2 separate regions of the Rattus norvegicus genome follow, and region 1 is linked to region 2. Evidence: chromatin contacts called from public Hi-C data. All regions are on one chromosome and are shown on one strand. Each heading gives the region's core, a stretch centred on a gene start, on an enhancer-like site or on the middle of the called end of the contact. The rest is flanking DNA. Distances are from core to core; before and after follow the strand shown. Region 1 holds the start of Cimip2b (ciliary microtubule inner protein 2B). Region 2 holds the start of Atp8b5p (ATPase, class I, type 8B, member 5, pseudogene).

Region 1 (7,390 bases), core at 753-3,252, 180 kb before region 2:
TGTGTGTGTACACATGCCATGGTATGCATTTGGAGGTCAGAGGACAACTTGTCGGAGTAGAGTAGCTTCTCTTCTATCATGTGGACCCCAGCATCACACTGGGGTCCATTAGGAGTGGGGACAAGCAACTTTATCTACTGAACCAAGTCACTGACTCGATCTTTAAAGCCATGATATTAACATTTAAGTGTAATGTTTACTATACGGGTATTTTGAGTAGTAACTTACATCAACTACCTATTATCAGAAGAGTGCCATGTAACAGGCTATATCAAATCTCAGTCATGTAGCCAGACATCATGGTGCACATCTGTGATTGTGATCACTTGGGAGGCAGAGGCAGGCAGACCAGGAGCAGAGCTGCTAACAGGAAAGGACCAGAATAAGGAGTCCGCTATTGCTCCCAACCAGGCCCGCCTTGCAGTCGTACCAACACCCAGAGTTGGATTCAGAGTCTGGATCTGTCAGTGGATGAAAGCATTATTTGGAGAAGAGCCCTCAGGATCTAGTCTCTGGAAACACTCACTCACAGGCCGAGCTTTGCACTGCCGAGCTAGGCATCTTTCTACACAATCGAGCAGGCATACAAGCAAACTCCATAGATGTGCACGTTGCCCTCCCCTCCGGTCGCTATGAGAGCATGCCCGGACTAACCTGCTGGTCTAGGAGGGAACCTGGGGAGAGGTGGGAAGAGGGCAAAGGCTCTCACCAGCCCCATGGTAGAGAGCCAACCTCAGCCAATCCACAGAGTTGTAAGAATAGCTGCTGTCTTATGGCACTGATTGGGGTTAAGGCATTTTGTTTTGGTTGGCTTAACCCAACCCAGGGCCTTGCGCTTCCTAGGCAAGCGCTCTACCACTGAGCTAAATCCCCAACCCCGGTTGGCTTAGTTTTTGAAACAGTGTTCCTATGTAGGTCAAGCTGGCCTCCAGCTCACTATGTGGCTAAGCCTGGCCTTGAACTCCTGGTGTGCTTGCTGCCATGACGGGCTGAGATCTGAGAAACCACAAACAAACAAAAAAATCCTTCCTCCAAGATGTTGTTTCTGCCAGGTATTTGGGGAAGAAAAGCCCGTGTGTAGCTGCTTTCAGTGTCTCCGGTTCACACCTCCTGCACAGACTCCAGTGATCCAAGTTAAGTTCAAGCTAGACTGTTGACATTGGCGGAGGTCAGGAGGGCATTATTCTAAACAATGATGTAGGAAGTGAATTTCTAAAGTAGCACATAAGTCTAGTGTTACGTGGTAGGCTTGACCCTAGGACATACCGAAGCACATGCCAACAGCCTGGTCTCCGTACCCCTGTTACAGGGCCTTCCTAGCTGGCACACTCCGCCCCCTCCCCAGAACTCTCCAGCCCAGGAGGTTGGGCTGCTCTTCTCTATACAATCCAGTCACTTTGGTTAGCTGCTCTCTTTGGGCCTCCTGCTGCTGCACCTGGTCCCTCTCTGTCCCCTCTTCTCCCCTCCCCCCAACCCCACAGGGCTCAGGGTCATGTCACGCCCACTCTGGAGTCTCCCAGAGTCCCTGGCTTTGACTATGATCGCCCGCATTTTATAATACACGTCTCCTCCAGCATCCCTGGGCAGTCATCTTTCCTTTCCTTTCCTCTTTTTTCCCACTCTGTCTTGTAACTTCTCAGGGGCTGTTCTCGTGACCACACTCACAAACTGTAGAAGGCCAATGTAAAACTTGTAGTCAAACAACTCAGACGCATTTTGTACTGAGTATGTATATGGATGCACATGCCTATGGCTGGCTAGTTCTATGTCACTGTGACACAGTTAGAGTCACCTGAGAGGAGGGACCCTCAATTAAACAAAGGCCTCCCTCAGACCGTGCTGTGGGCAAGCCAGTGAGGCAGAGGGCGCAGCCCACTGTGGGTGGGGCCGCCCCTGGGCTGGAGGTCCTGGGTTCTATGGGGAATCAGGCTGAGCATGTCAGGGGGAGCAAGCCGGTAAGCAACACTCCTATTTTGTCTCATGACGTCTAAGGTAAACGTCTGGAATCTAGGCTATCATTCTAGCGTTTCTTTTTAAAACAGCTCTATTGTATCTATGGTATGTATTTTAAATTGACCACTTAGGCTGGCCTTGAACTTGCCATGTAGCTGAGGTCATTGAGGATGATCTTAAACCCCCGGTTCTCTCCTCCCTATCTCTTAACTCCTGGGATTATGCCCTGGAGTCTATATTTAAAAAAGAAAATCTTTCTTTCCTTTTAATGATTTATTTTTTATTTTGTGTGCATTGGTGTTTTGCCTGAATGTATGTTTGTGTGACAGTTTTGGATCTTCTGGAACTGGAGTGACACACAGTTGTGAGCTGCCATGTAGATGCTGGGAATTGAACCCGTCTTTTGGGAGAGCAGTCAGCATGTTCTTAAACACTGAGCCACCTCTCCAGCCCCTATTTTTTTTTTTTTATAACTAATAAGTATTGTGTTCTATGTAATTTAGGGGGTGGGGACTTCTCACTTCTTGTTGCAATTTTGGGAGAGAGTTCTCAAAGGTCTGGTATTTTCTATTTTAGTTTTCGGTGTGTGTGTGTGTGTGTGTGTGTGTGTGTGTGTGTGTGTGTGATTAATGGTTTCATTCTGTAGTCTAGGCTGGCTCTGAACTCTTGGAAATCCTTCCTTACTCTCCAGAATGTTGGAACTTCAGGTGTGAGCAACTGTGTCCCACTTTTGCTCATCCTGCTGGTGACATATGCTTGCCCAGGGGTGACTTACTGGTCAGGCAGTGGACTGGGAACCACATGAAACTTACGAGAGGATCAAGGGAGGCCTGAAAGCTGTGGCTGCAATTCTGGCCCAGTGTGGCCCAGGCAGGCTGCGGCTTCTCTAACTGGACCTTTGTTTTGTGGGTGGGCAGCCACACCCAACACTGATATCAGGTATGGCAGCTCCCTTGAGTGGTTTGTGTTACTGTGGCGACCCCTAGCGGAGGGAGGCACAGAGGTCATGAGCGTTCCGGTTCGCGAGCCATTACACTGTTTTTCTGGTTAGAATACTCTTCAAGGGCTTAACAAATATCCTTTACAGAGATGGGAAACAAGGCTATCCCACTAACGAGAACACACTTTCTCACATAAATAACACACATCTAGACAAAGTCTGATGTTTTGTTTTTCATGTAGCCCAGGCTAACCTCAAACTCCCTATATAGATAAGGATGACTTTGACCCCTCTCCACTCCCTCCCCATTCTCTTGCTTCTATCTCCCAAGCACTGTGATTATGGGGTGGGCGTGGCAGATGATAAAGCACGATAGTCAGGCACCTACCAAGTGAACTATGTCACCAGCTCCTAACCTGTTTCCTCTTGTTAAAAAAAAAGTTGCAATGCTAGGGACTTGACCAGAGCCTTGTGTGTACGCAGTAAGTGACCTGCCACCGAGTCACTTTGCTTTAAGCATGTGGTTTCGCTTTAACTCACACCCTGAGTCTCACTGCTACTATCTCTTCTGCAGGCTTGGTGGCCCGTGCCTATAACCACCACTCAGGAGGTGGAGGCAGGAGATCAGCAGTTCAGGGTCACTCACAACTACACAGTGAGTGTGGGCTCTGTGAGACTGTCCTCAGTCACCTCTCCCACGGGGGTGGGGTGGGGGTGTGGAGGTGGGGAGACCGTTCTCTCTAACCCTCGGCTTTGAACTGTAACCTGTCCACTTTTCTATTTCATCCTCTTCCCTACCCCCACATCCGCAGCTGCCCTTGAGTCTTCTTCCCCATTTCCACCAAATATTATGGGCTGCGGTTGTCTTAGCAACTTAGCACAAAACACTGAGCGCCTGCATGTCCCATGCTGTCTGCTTTACTCTAGGAAGCAGTGACATCCATCATCCTGTGTTTCAGCCTCGAGAACTGAGGGGCAATGAATGTGGGTAGGCTCAACATGGAGTGAGGTTAAAAGTCTGAGCCAACTGTGTGCTTTAAGACATGGTTGGGCTATGTTAGGCCAGGCAGGTAATCCTCCTGCCTCACCTCCCAAGTGCTAGCGTTAGAGGAGTGTGCTGCCTCGTTTAGCTTTGAGCCTGTTTAGCTTTTGAAGTCTTTAAGGAATGACACTTAGGCTCTAAGTGAAAGAAAGTGACCTTAACAATAATGGAATAGAAAAGCGGGTCAATTCAGCTGCTCAGTCACTCTCAGAGGCGATGTCCTGGGTAAGCATTCTCAAGGGTTCAAGATGTCTGCTCAAGCGTTCCACCATCACCTCAAGGACCATCTAGAGGCAGAAAACAACCTCATCTCCTCTTGTGTCTCTCCTGAGGATTGAAGGCTATCCCCCAGGTCCGGCTACGGCATATTTCCTCCATCTTATCCAGAGGGTTAGTAGCCCAGGCTAACAATCTAGAGAGTTTTAAAATGCAGAGTTGGCTTGTCTGCTGGTTTCAGTCCTTTATCCTTACACGACTCTCCTTCCCTGAACTCTCTGAGTGGGGGCCTCCTCTCTCCCTCCCACGGCGTTACCACTCACCAGCATTCTGTGTCAGAAGGCGAGGCGTCCTCCTGAGGCCTTAGTAGCTGCTCCTTTCACTTAGCTCAGCGAGGCTGCTGACCCTCAGAGCCTTAGTAAGCTCAGGCATTTTAACCCTCACACTGGAGATCGGAGAAGTTGGGGGCAGAGGAAGTTAAGGTATCTACTCCAAGAGGTTGAGGCCCTCAGACAGAAGCCAAGGCCTGCTGGGCCTTACGCCCCAGTTCTTGCCCCCGCTCCACATTCTTCTGAGTTCATATCTCTGTGTCCTGGGTATATACTTGGGTGGTAGAGGACTTGCTGAGCATGTGGCAGGTCTGTGTTTCCAGCTCTGGCATACAGGTATAGATTAATTTGGGCTTCAGAGCAGGTGGTAAACAATACCATCTGCAGTTGCACATGAGGACAGCGGCTCAGTTTTACCCAGAGGCTCATGGACCTTCTGCATGGTGCATCCTGCCATCCTCAGGGTGCTGAGCCGAGCAGGGCATATCAATGAGTGGATGGAGTATAGCAGCCATCCAGTAAATAACCCCTGTATTAATTCCAATTACCTTACTGACCATGCCTACAGTCTCTAGGCTTGCCCCGTCCCCACCCCATTATCTCTCTCTGGATGACTCAAACTCTTCTTGAAGCCTCTTTCTACAAGCCTCACCGGGTACCACAACCCCCTCTCTTCAGCCAGGAAGGGCCTAAAGTAGGGAATCTTTTGAGATAGAGCCAAATGGCCTGGCAGGCCTCATCCCCCGCCTCCCACCTAGAGGCTTCGCAGGATGAAGGCAGCTATTCCCCTCAGCCCCTGCCCTGCTCCATGTGCCAGCATGGCACTGGCCCCAGGGAGACCAAGAAGCTGCTCTCCGTCCTGGTCTGCTGGCTTGGCCCTAGCAATCCCCACCCTCTGCCCCGCCCCCTTCCTCCGGCCCCATACCCCTGGACACGGTACACAGGGCCCAGAGTCCCTCCTGGAAGGGAAATAGAAAGAACTGCTTCGGTTCCCATGGCTATGGTCAACACTTTCATCCCAGGGCTCAGCCCTCAGAATCCGCACTATATTCCGGGGTAAGACGTCTCCCCAGAGTGCTCTCCTGCTTGCTTCGGGAATGGGGCTTGGGATACAGGATGGTTCACTCAGACAATGGGGTCAAGCTGACTTGAGACCGGGGTGTCTGTGGTGTGCCATGGAAAAGGGAGGCGAGCGGCTTTAAGAGCTGGGTCTAACTAAGCTTTGTGTTGCCTTCCTCCATGGAAACAGGGCGAAAGCGGGAGGGCGGGACACCCAGGCAGAGGGCTCAGGAGTGCGTGTTCCGGGGCTGGGGAGGAGTAGCTGCAGTGATCACACAGGCCCTGTCCCCAGCAGGTAAGAGACAAAGAGCAACAAAAAATGACCCACAGTCTCAAGCGGGGTGTGTGTGTGTGTGTGCGTGTGTGTGTATATATGGTGTATGTGTGTGTGTGTGTGTGTGTGGTGTGGTGTGTGTGTGGTATGTGTATATATGGTGTATATGTGTGCGTGTGGTGTGTGTGTGTATATATGGTGTATATGTCTGTGTGGTGTATATGTGTGTGTGGTGTGTATGTGTGGTGTGTGTGTGTGGTATGTGTGGTGTGTGTGTGTGGTGTATATGTGTGTGGTGTGGTATGGTGTGGTGTGTATGTGTGTGTGTGTGTGTGGTGTATATGTGAGTGTGTGTGTGGTGTATATGTGTGTGGTGTATATGTGTGTGTGGTGTGGTATGGTGTGGTGTGCGTGTGGTGTGTGTATGGATATATGGTGTATATGTCTGTGTGGTGTATATGTGTGTGTGGTGTGTATGTGTGGTGTGTGTGTGGTATGTGTGGTGTGTGTGTGGTGTATATGTGTGTGTGTGGTGTATATGTGTGTGGTGTGGTATGGTGTGGTGTGTATGTGTGTGTGGTGTATATGTGTGTGTGGTGTATATGTGTGTGGTGTATATGTGTGTGTGGTGTGTATGTGTGGTATGTGTGGTGTGTGTGTGGTGTATATGTGTGTGTGGTGTGGTATGGTGTGGTGTGCGTGTGGTGTGTGTATGGATATATGGTGTATATGTGTGTGTGGTGTGTATGTGTGGTGTGTGTGTGGTATGTGTGGTGTGTGTGTGGTGTATATGTGTGTGTGTGGTGTATATGTGTGTGGTGTGGTATGGTGTGGTGTGTATGTGTGTGTGGTGTATATGTGTGTGTGGTGTATATGTGTGTGGTGTATATGTGTGTGTGGTGTGTATGTGTGGTATGTGTGGTGTGTGTGTGGTGTATATGTGTGTGTGGTGTATATGTGTGTGTGGTGTGTATGTGTGGTGTGTGTGTGTGTGTGTGTGGTATGTGTGTGGTGTATATGTGTATGTGTGGTGTGTATGTGTGGTGTGTGTGTGTGGTGTATATGTGTGTGTGGTGTATATGTGTGTGGTGTGTGTGGTGTGTGTGTGTGTGTGTGGCGTTTTGTGTGGTTGGCACCTGCCTGTGTGATCCAAGCATGGGTGTGGTGTAGAAGGATCAAAGGCGTCTGGTCAGCCTAGGCTGCAGAGTGACACCCGGTCTAAAAGTGAACACACAAGCACACTGCAAGTTCACAGCAAGAGTATGGCTTTGCTGCCTGTGTCAGGATGGTGGCAGTGGCAGGGTCCGTCCTGGAGCTAAGGGGTGGATTCTGTACTTCAGGTACACCGGACACTGCCCACTGCTTCGGTTCAGCGTGGGCCAGACCTATGGGCAGGTGACTGGTCAGCTACTCCGAGGCCCTCCTGGTCTAGCCTGGCCTCCTGCTCACCGAACACTTCTGCCTCCCATCCGGTCTCCAAGATCTCCTGTGATCTCCAGGAGGAGGCCGCCTCCCAGGCGTGGGCACGAAAGGCTCAGCTCCAGCGTAGTCCCTGGGTATACAGGTCTGTATACAGG
Region 2 (7,442 bases), core at 1,656-4,155:
CTAAATAATTTTAAAGTGATCAAAGCTCACTGAACAAAAATCCAGGTGATTCCTCCAGTGAATGATTTAAAAATGCTGATGTCGGAAGTTAAGGATACTGTAGAACTTTTCGATGACTTCTTAGCTTTCTCCCATTAAAAGCCAGAGTCATTATAATGAGCAACAGGTTTCTGGGGATTGAGGTTATCTTTTCCTTCATTCAGTCAGTTCACTTACACTTTGAGACCTTGGCTGGAGAAGGTATTTTGGCATGTAAGAAAGGACCTAATGTAAAGTGGGCATCCAGGGTAGATGGAGTACTAGCTAGTAAGTGAAGGGCATGGGGAATATTAGGGTAATCATTCCTCTGCACCTTGTTCAAGTTCCTGCCGTGATTTTCACCACCTAAGACCACAGCTCTTGTCTGGAAGCTCCTCCTCCCAGAGCTGTGGCTCCAGCCTGACTCTGTATGAACAGTCCTTTGCCTTTATCCTCTCAGCCTTAGGAGAGCTACTCACTGCTGCTGCTAATCCTTGTGTTTACTCCTTCATAGTTCCTTTATCACTGACCAGGCCCTTAGGTCAAATCTTTATGACTGTATCAACTGTCTTTCTGCTAAGTCTCTGATTGCTACATCAGAAAACTGATACATGGAGGCTGAAGAGATGGCTCAGTGGTTCAGAGTATGTACTGCTCTTGCAGAGGACCACAGTTTGATTCCAAGCACCTATATCAGGCAGTTCCCAACAGCCTGTAACTTCAGCTCCAGAGGGGTCTGATGGCTTCAGTAAGCACTGGCACGCAAGTGCACATACCCAAACACAGACCAATACACATAATTAAAATGTAAAAATTTGGGGCTGGAGAGATGGCTCAGTGGTTAAGAGCACTGACTGCTCTTCCAAAGGTCCTGAGTTCAATTCCCAGCAACCACATGGTGGCTCACAACCATCTGTAATGAGATCAGGCCCTCTTCTGGTGTGTCTGAAGACAGCTACAGTGTACTTATATATAATAAATAAATAAAATAAATCTTTAAAAAATGTAAAAATCTTTTAAAGGGGATTAAGAAGAGATGAATGCTTTATTCATTTGAAGTTCCATTCACGTTCCAATACCTTCAAGGGCCCCTTCTCTTTTTCTACTCCAGTCTCCATCTTTCCCAGTCTGCCTAGCCTTCCATGAAGTCTCTGAGCACTCTACTACTGAACAACTCTGCTGTTTACTACTGCTGTGCTGAACCCACTGTGACTTTAGTACTTGTCCTTATGGTTCTCTGACCGTTCAGCTGTTTCGATAGGGGCATTCTTGGGAGGCAATAAATTCATTACGTTAGGTAAGTTCAACTGGAAAGAACATTTGAGGCTGCCTTAACTCCGCATTTCACAGACGCAGATAGTCAGGTTGGCATACAAGAGTCTTTTTCATAGATATACAGCAGCAGAGTTAAGTCTAGAATTTAGATTCTTCCTATTACTTCACTATGCTGTTGAGTCTGCACTAGATACTTAAGTAATTAATATGCTGATGGGTTATTTGTCTCTTATCCAATGCTAGGGCCTGGACCTAGAAGAATACTTGACATATAGGAATTGCTCAACAAATATATTTTCCTTGAACTTGGGACAGAGTTACTTTATCAGAACACAGAGGATTCTGCATAAAACTTCTGTATTCACATAGAGAAAATTTATAGTTTTCAACGTCCATCTCACCCCCTCTAAGTTAGATATGGCAGGAATTACCACTCCAAATATCAATTGCAGAAAACTGTTATGCTAAAGGCCAGACTCCTGAACACTACGTATAAGCACTGAGACTCATATTTATGTCTTCTGATTCTGGCTTCAATACCATTTTTGCCATTTTTATATTGCTTTTTCAGTTTTTCCTTTCTGCTCCTGGGTCTGGGATGATCATGCAAAACATGTGTTGTGAACAGACATGCCACACACTTAGGCTAAAGGAAGTGATTCTAGCCTTTAAAAATCTGCTAGTTCATACCTTCTAGAAGACCTGGAATTTTCTCTACTCTTCTTTTGTTTGATACTTTATCAAGGGGCTGGAGAAACGCTACTCTTCCAGTAGCACTGAGTTCCCACACATGGCAGCTGCTATTGCTCTTTAACTACAGTCTCAGGGGATGTGGTGCTCTCTTCTGGCCTCCAAGGGCCCCAAACACAATTTATACTTATGATCCTACCAGCCAGGAGGCAGAGGCAGGAGGATCAATACAAGTTGCTGAGCAGTCTGGTCTACACAGTGAGTTTCAAGCCAGTTAGGGCTATCCTGCAAGACCCTATCTCAAGGCAAAGTAACAATGTCTACCTTGGCAGTTCCTCGGATACATAAATACCTACTCAGTTTCACATTAGAAAATCTGTTCGTGGTAGAGAGTTTAATTTTTCCTGTCAAGTAGGCATTAAAAGGATGAGAATGACAGCAAATGCCCAAGAATCTTAACACTCTGGGGGAAATGTGCAAACTTCCTTAGTTACTAGGGCTAACAGCTGGGAGACTTAGGGTTAACCTGATTTAAGGATTAGATGGACAAATGTGTGCCCTTTGGGTGCTATCTGGCAGAGAATAAAAACTTGAAGTGTATGGACAAAGACATCTCTAGGAGCGCGCCAGGGAAACCTGTATATTTAAGGAGTACTGACAGAGTTCTCTTGGTGAGTATTACAATAGTTCTCAAAGAAGTAGGAGGCTTAGCAACCGTAGTTCAAGTAATATAAGGTCTCCAAGCAAAGCTGTCAGAAAGAAAACCGTAACTTCTCCTCGGGCGCCCCCTACTTACCGTCGCCTCACAGCCTTCTACTCCAGCAACCTCCATCTTAACGCACCTTTCTGCGCAGGTGCCACAGAGCCACAGCTTCCGCCCAGGGCTGGACCTGCCCACCCACGCGCTGCCACGGGCGTCTCCAGCCACGCCCCCGTCTCCAGCCACGCCCCCGTCTCCAGCCACGCCCCCGTCTTTCTGCTACCCTCGCCCTAACCAGGATACAGCAGATGAAAAGTCTGGCTTTGAAGTAGTTGGGTCCTAAATCCCTGAGATGGCTGAGTCCTGTAGAGATGAAATCCTCAGATCCTTCCGGGGGCTAACTACATGCTAATGAGGGGAGAATGGCAATGGAGAGTGCTGCCAGAGTTGGTCGAGTCCCAATGGCTTCCAGAGGTGACAGACTAATATAGAAGGTAGTGGAAAGGGTGGCTAGACATTAACAAGGACCCAAGAATGTAAAGCAGCACCGAGGGGCACAGTGCACAAGTATGTAGGGAACTATAAGGGCAATAATTCAGTCAGCTGCAGGATTGTGTGTGTGGATATGTGGTGGGTGTGCCCTCCTGGTGAGACTTAAGTTTCAGCTTAGAAGCCAAGGTGACCACTGAGTAGCTTTGACCTGAAAAGAGGAAGGACCCAGAGAGATAGCTTAGTGGTTAAAAGCACTTGTTCTTGCAGAGAACATCCATATGGTGTCTCACAACCATCCATAACTCCAGTTCCAGAATCTGATGCCTCCTTTGACCTCTGTGGGTACCAGGCACCCAGGTGGTGCACTAGCATACATGCAGGCAAACACCCATACACACGAAAGTACATACAACTTTAAAGTACTTTTTAAAAAGAGAGCAGGAACAAAGGCTGGGGTTTATCCGCGATCCAGGGGAGGGGAAATAAAAAAATACGAGGGACGAGAAGTTAGACAGAGTCCCTGATACAAACATGAGGGGTCATGACTAAGTAATAAAGACTGTGAACTTCCAAGATGCCTGGCTTCTTCTTTACCCTCTTGACCTGAGACAAAGGCCGGAATGTAAAATAAATAAATTAAACCAGAAAAGGAACATCAGAGCACGGAGGAGCACTTCTGTAACAGGTTAGGAAGAGGAGGAGGAGGAGGAGGAGGAGGAGGAGGAGGAGGAGGAGGAGGAGGAGGTGGTGGTTGTCTTATGGGCTTTTTTAAAAACTCCTCCTGCCAGTGGGGCCCCTGCTGAGGGACTGGCTCAGCAAGTTCAAGACAGGTCAGGACATGGTTATACAATAGTTGTAGGCCAACCAACTAACTGTCCTGTCTTTTTTTAAACACACCAACCCTAAATTAGGGGAGGAAGAACCTTCACACTTGACAAGTTCCTAGCCATCAAGAAGCTGGGCTTCTGCTTTGCAGAAGAGTCTCTCTCTCTCTCCTTTGCAGGACAGTCCCTGCTGAATAGGAATGTTTTCTCACTTTTAATAAAAAGCTTTCTTCCAACTGCTGAATCTGCCCTTTTGCAATTTCTCTATAGCTACCTGTCTGTCACAGCTGAGATTTTTTTCCCCCCGCTCTGCTTGTAGCTCTTCAACTGGCAGAGAAAACGAACCCAATCAAGTCCCGTGACAACTAGTGGTAGTGGAACTAGAAAGTAGGTAGTAGGTTTCCAGGAACATTCCATTTATCAGCATGGTCTAACTGTAGCCTGGAACTGCCATGTGGACCAAGCTGGCCGCAGATTCACGGAGATCCAAATGTCTATCTCCCAACTGTTGCTCTTAACATGTGAGCCGCCCTACCCAGGCCCTGGGGACAATTTTGATGCACAGGACAGAAAGTAGCTGTTTTAGGAGGGGAGTGGGAGAAGGAAGAAGCTTTAAAATGACCGGGCAACTGAATAGAAAGTCTCTATTTAGCACACAATGGAAGTGGGTCCAGTTTCCTGTTGCAGGTGCTAGCTGTGGTAGGAAGGAGTTTATGAGGTCTGTATTTTCTGATTCCATGAGGCCTCATTTTAACCTTCCTTTCTCTACCTTCCAAGTTTTGCTACCACAGATTATCTGCCTTCAAGAGCTGGGGCAAAAAGCCCAGCCTGGGCTGTCACAGCAGCCTGGGCCCTATGCTATACTCTGCTCTGCTCTGCCTCTCTCCTCTGCCCAGGCTGTGATCTGCCCCAGTGATCCTGGACAAGGAAGGAGGAAGCATGGACTACTTTTCTGTGGCACCTGTCAGCTCCTTCCCTTCTGCACCTTTTGCAGGAAGCTGATGTCCTATGTAACAAGACTGTTTATCAGACTGGTTGTCTCAGTCAAAACCAAAATGAATCAGCCTAATGACTGTGGAGTCAGTGGTCATTCAGAACACTTAGTTTCCACCATTGGCTATAAGTGGAGTGGGGAGGGGGAGTGTAACCAGGGGTTATTAGTCCAAAAGCTATGAATAAACATGACAATCATTTTTATAGTTTTCCAAATATTTACAGAATTCCAGACTCCAAAAGTTGTTATAAGATAATTTATTAAAGTCTACCCTACAATTTCCCATAATAATGGCACATATAATAATTAAAAACAGCAAAGATGCTCAGTTTGTTTCCTGTATTGTGGCGCACTGTGGAAAATGTTGAGTCCATAGCAATTTCAGGAGGCTACTATCAGGAAATCCAAGGATCAAGCTACATTTCTGACCAAGAGTCCAGGAAGCTCATCTGACCTGCTGAAAGGGTTTGTCTTTGACCTTCCAGCAAGTCCTAAAGTCCCCCCTCCATCCAGCTCATACAGAGGAATGAAAGTCCAAGTTCCTTCTTTATGCTTGACCAATCCGTGGGGAACAGCAGCTGATCCCAAAGAAAAGAGGAAGGCCAAAGACTAGATGCTTTCTGTAAGGAGGACGGCCAGAAGCTTGTGGCCATGGGTGAGAACAGTTCTTTCTAGACCATTTTCCATTATTTTTTGGCTTTGATCAGGGACTACTCAAGAAAATATCCTTGGATCCTTAGTTAGCCTTCAAGTCTATACATATAAGATATTGTGTTGTGTTGTGTTGTGGTATGTGTGTGTGTGTGTGTGTGTGTGTGTGTGTGTGTATGTGTGTGTGTGTGTTCTAAGCATCACTCCCTGCTTACAGGAGTAGGGAGCTGGGAGTACTCTGGGCAGATGAGACCCCTGGTGCCTGGATTCCAAAGAAATATTCTGCTCAGGGCTCCAAAGCACCATGTGAACCTGCTTTGACTTATGACAGCTATTCTGAGCAAAGGAAATAGCTCGGTGTCTTTGCAGAAGAAGGTATCTTGTTCAGTTTCCAAGCCTTGTTCTCACTGAAGCCACACAAACCAGTCCTGCTGCTCAAGTGACAGTGGATTCCATTCTTTGTGTTCCTGCTCTGGCCAATCTCCACTGTGCATCATGGAGTCAGCCAGGTACAAGCTCCAGGCCTTCTAAACATGTTCTAATGAGGAGCACATAAGTGCCTACCTGGAAAAGTGTGGTTTAGAGAAGGGTGGAAGTGGGAAGTGGAGGGGACAGTTGTCTACCAAGAATAACTGGCACTCTTGGAATGTCTGTCCCTCTCTATTTGTGGAAAAACCTCTCCATGAAGTAGCTTCTACAGCTCAGCTTCTAGCACCACAGACCTACTGGTTGGGGATTCAGGACTTTTCTCTAAAGAGCCATAGTCTTAACTACCCCAAGATTCTCCTTAGTCATCCTTAACTGGGAGAGTCAGCTTTTTGACTACGAGGACTCTAAGCTGGCTACACAGCTAACTCTCCCTGACTGATCTGAGCAGTGGGTGCTGTCTGGATGGCACACAAGGCAAAGATGGCAGAGATGGTCAGCTCCCTTCCTCTATGGATCGAGACTCTGACTTGAGCTTCACGAACTCTCGGGCTACCTCATCATTGCTCCTCTGAGACAGAATCCGGAGAATGGTCATGCCTGTCTCATCCATGTGGATCTTCCGGCCCAACGGGCACCAGCAGGCACAGCTGCCCTTAGCTGCCACATCCCTCAGGGGCATCACTGCCAGTCCTATCACACGATCCTCCCGGGCAAAGCAGTAATCCTTCACGCATATCTGCAATTCATAGGCCTCGGGACCCTCTTCATTTCCCAGGAGGCTATGAGCACAGGGATAAAAAGCCAGAAATGAACATTTTCTGCTCAATCCATCCAAGGTTGACATCTAACCAGTTGGTCTACTCCCACTTTCTTCAGCCTTACCACCCAGCACTCCCCAGTTCCAGAGCTCCATAGGTTTCCTTTTCTGTAACTTAACTTACAAATGAAAAGTCTCGTTGTACTTGGGAGTCCAGCTGTTACTTTTAGACTTGGTTGTGAACTTCCTCTTCTTATCGCTTTGGTGTGGGCCAACCATGGTCACTTCCACAAAAGGCCGGAACATACCTGCTGTCTGCCACTTGAGATCATTGGCTGCTACCACTAACCAAACAAGGGAGATCTGTGAGAGATCCCACCAGTATTCCCAGTTCTTTTTTTTTTTTTTTTTTGAGCTGGGGACCGTACCCAGGGCCTTCTGCTTGCTAGGCAAGCGCTCTACCACTGAGCTAAATCCCCAACCCCGTATTCCCAGTTCTTAAGCCCTAGGTCATGTTTCCCTTGGGGAGGATGGAGCCGGAGCACTGGGAAAGCCCCTGCTTTCAAGAGATGAGTGAGGCCATGGTAAGAGAGGGTCACACTCTGCCGGACT

The links. A called contact is a pair of places that touch in the nucleus more often than the background predicts.
Region 1: a Hi-C map of liver shows a contact between it and region 2, with 2.8 times the contacts expected there. The contact joins the promoter of Cimip2b here to the promoter of Atp8b5p in region 2. A contact is called at or near these places in 9 of 12 Hi-C or Micro-C datasets (Schwann cells, frontal cortex, hepatocytes and 4 more).

Annotation. Positions count from the first base shown.
Region 1 is chr5:62,472,424-62,479,813 of GRCr8, reverse strand. Cimip2b (ciliary microtubule inner protein 2B) reads left to right here and starts at 2,002. Exons shown (of 4, transcript XM_063288530.1): 1 at 2,002-5,536; 2 at 7,154-7,377. The coding sequence starts at 5,202.
Region 2 is chr5:62,297,676-62,305,117 of GRCr8, reverse strand. Atp8b5p (ATPase, class I, type 8B, member 5, pseudogene) reads right to left here and starts at 2,905. Exons shown (of 28, transcript XM_063288528.1): 1 at 2,780-2,905. It overlaps Unc13b (unc-13 homolog B), which reads right to left. Exons shown (of 34, transcript NM_022862.3): 33 at 7,015-7,174; 34 at 5,234-6,852. The coding sequence ends at 6,567.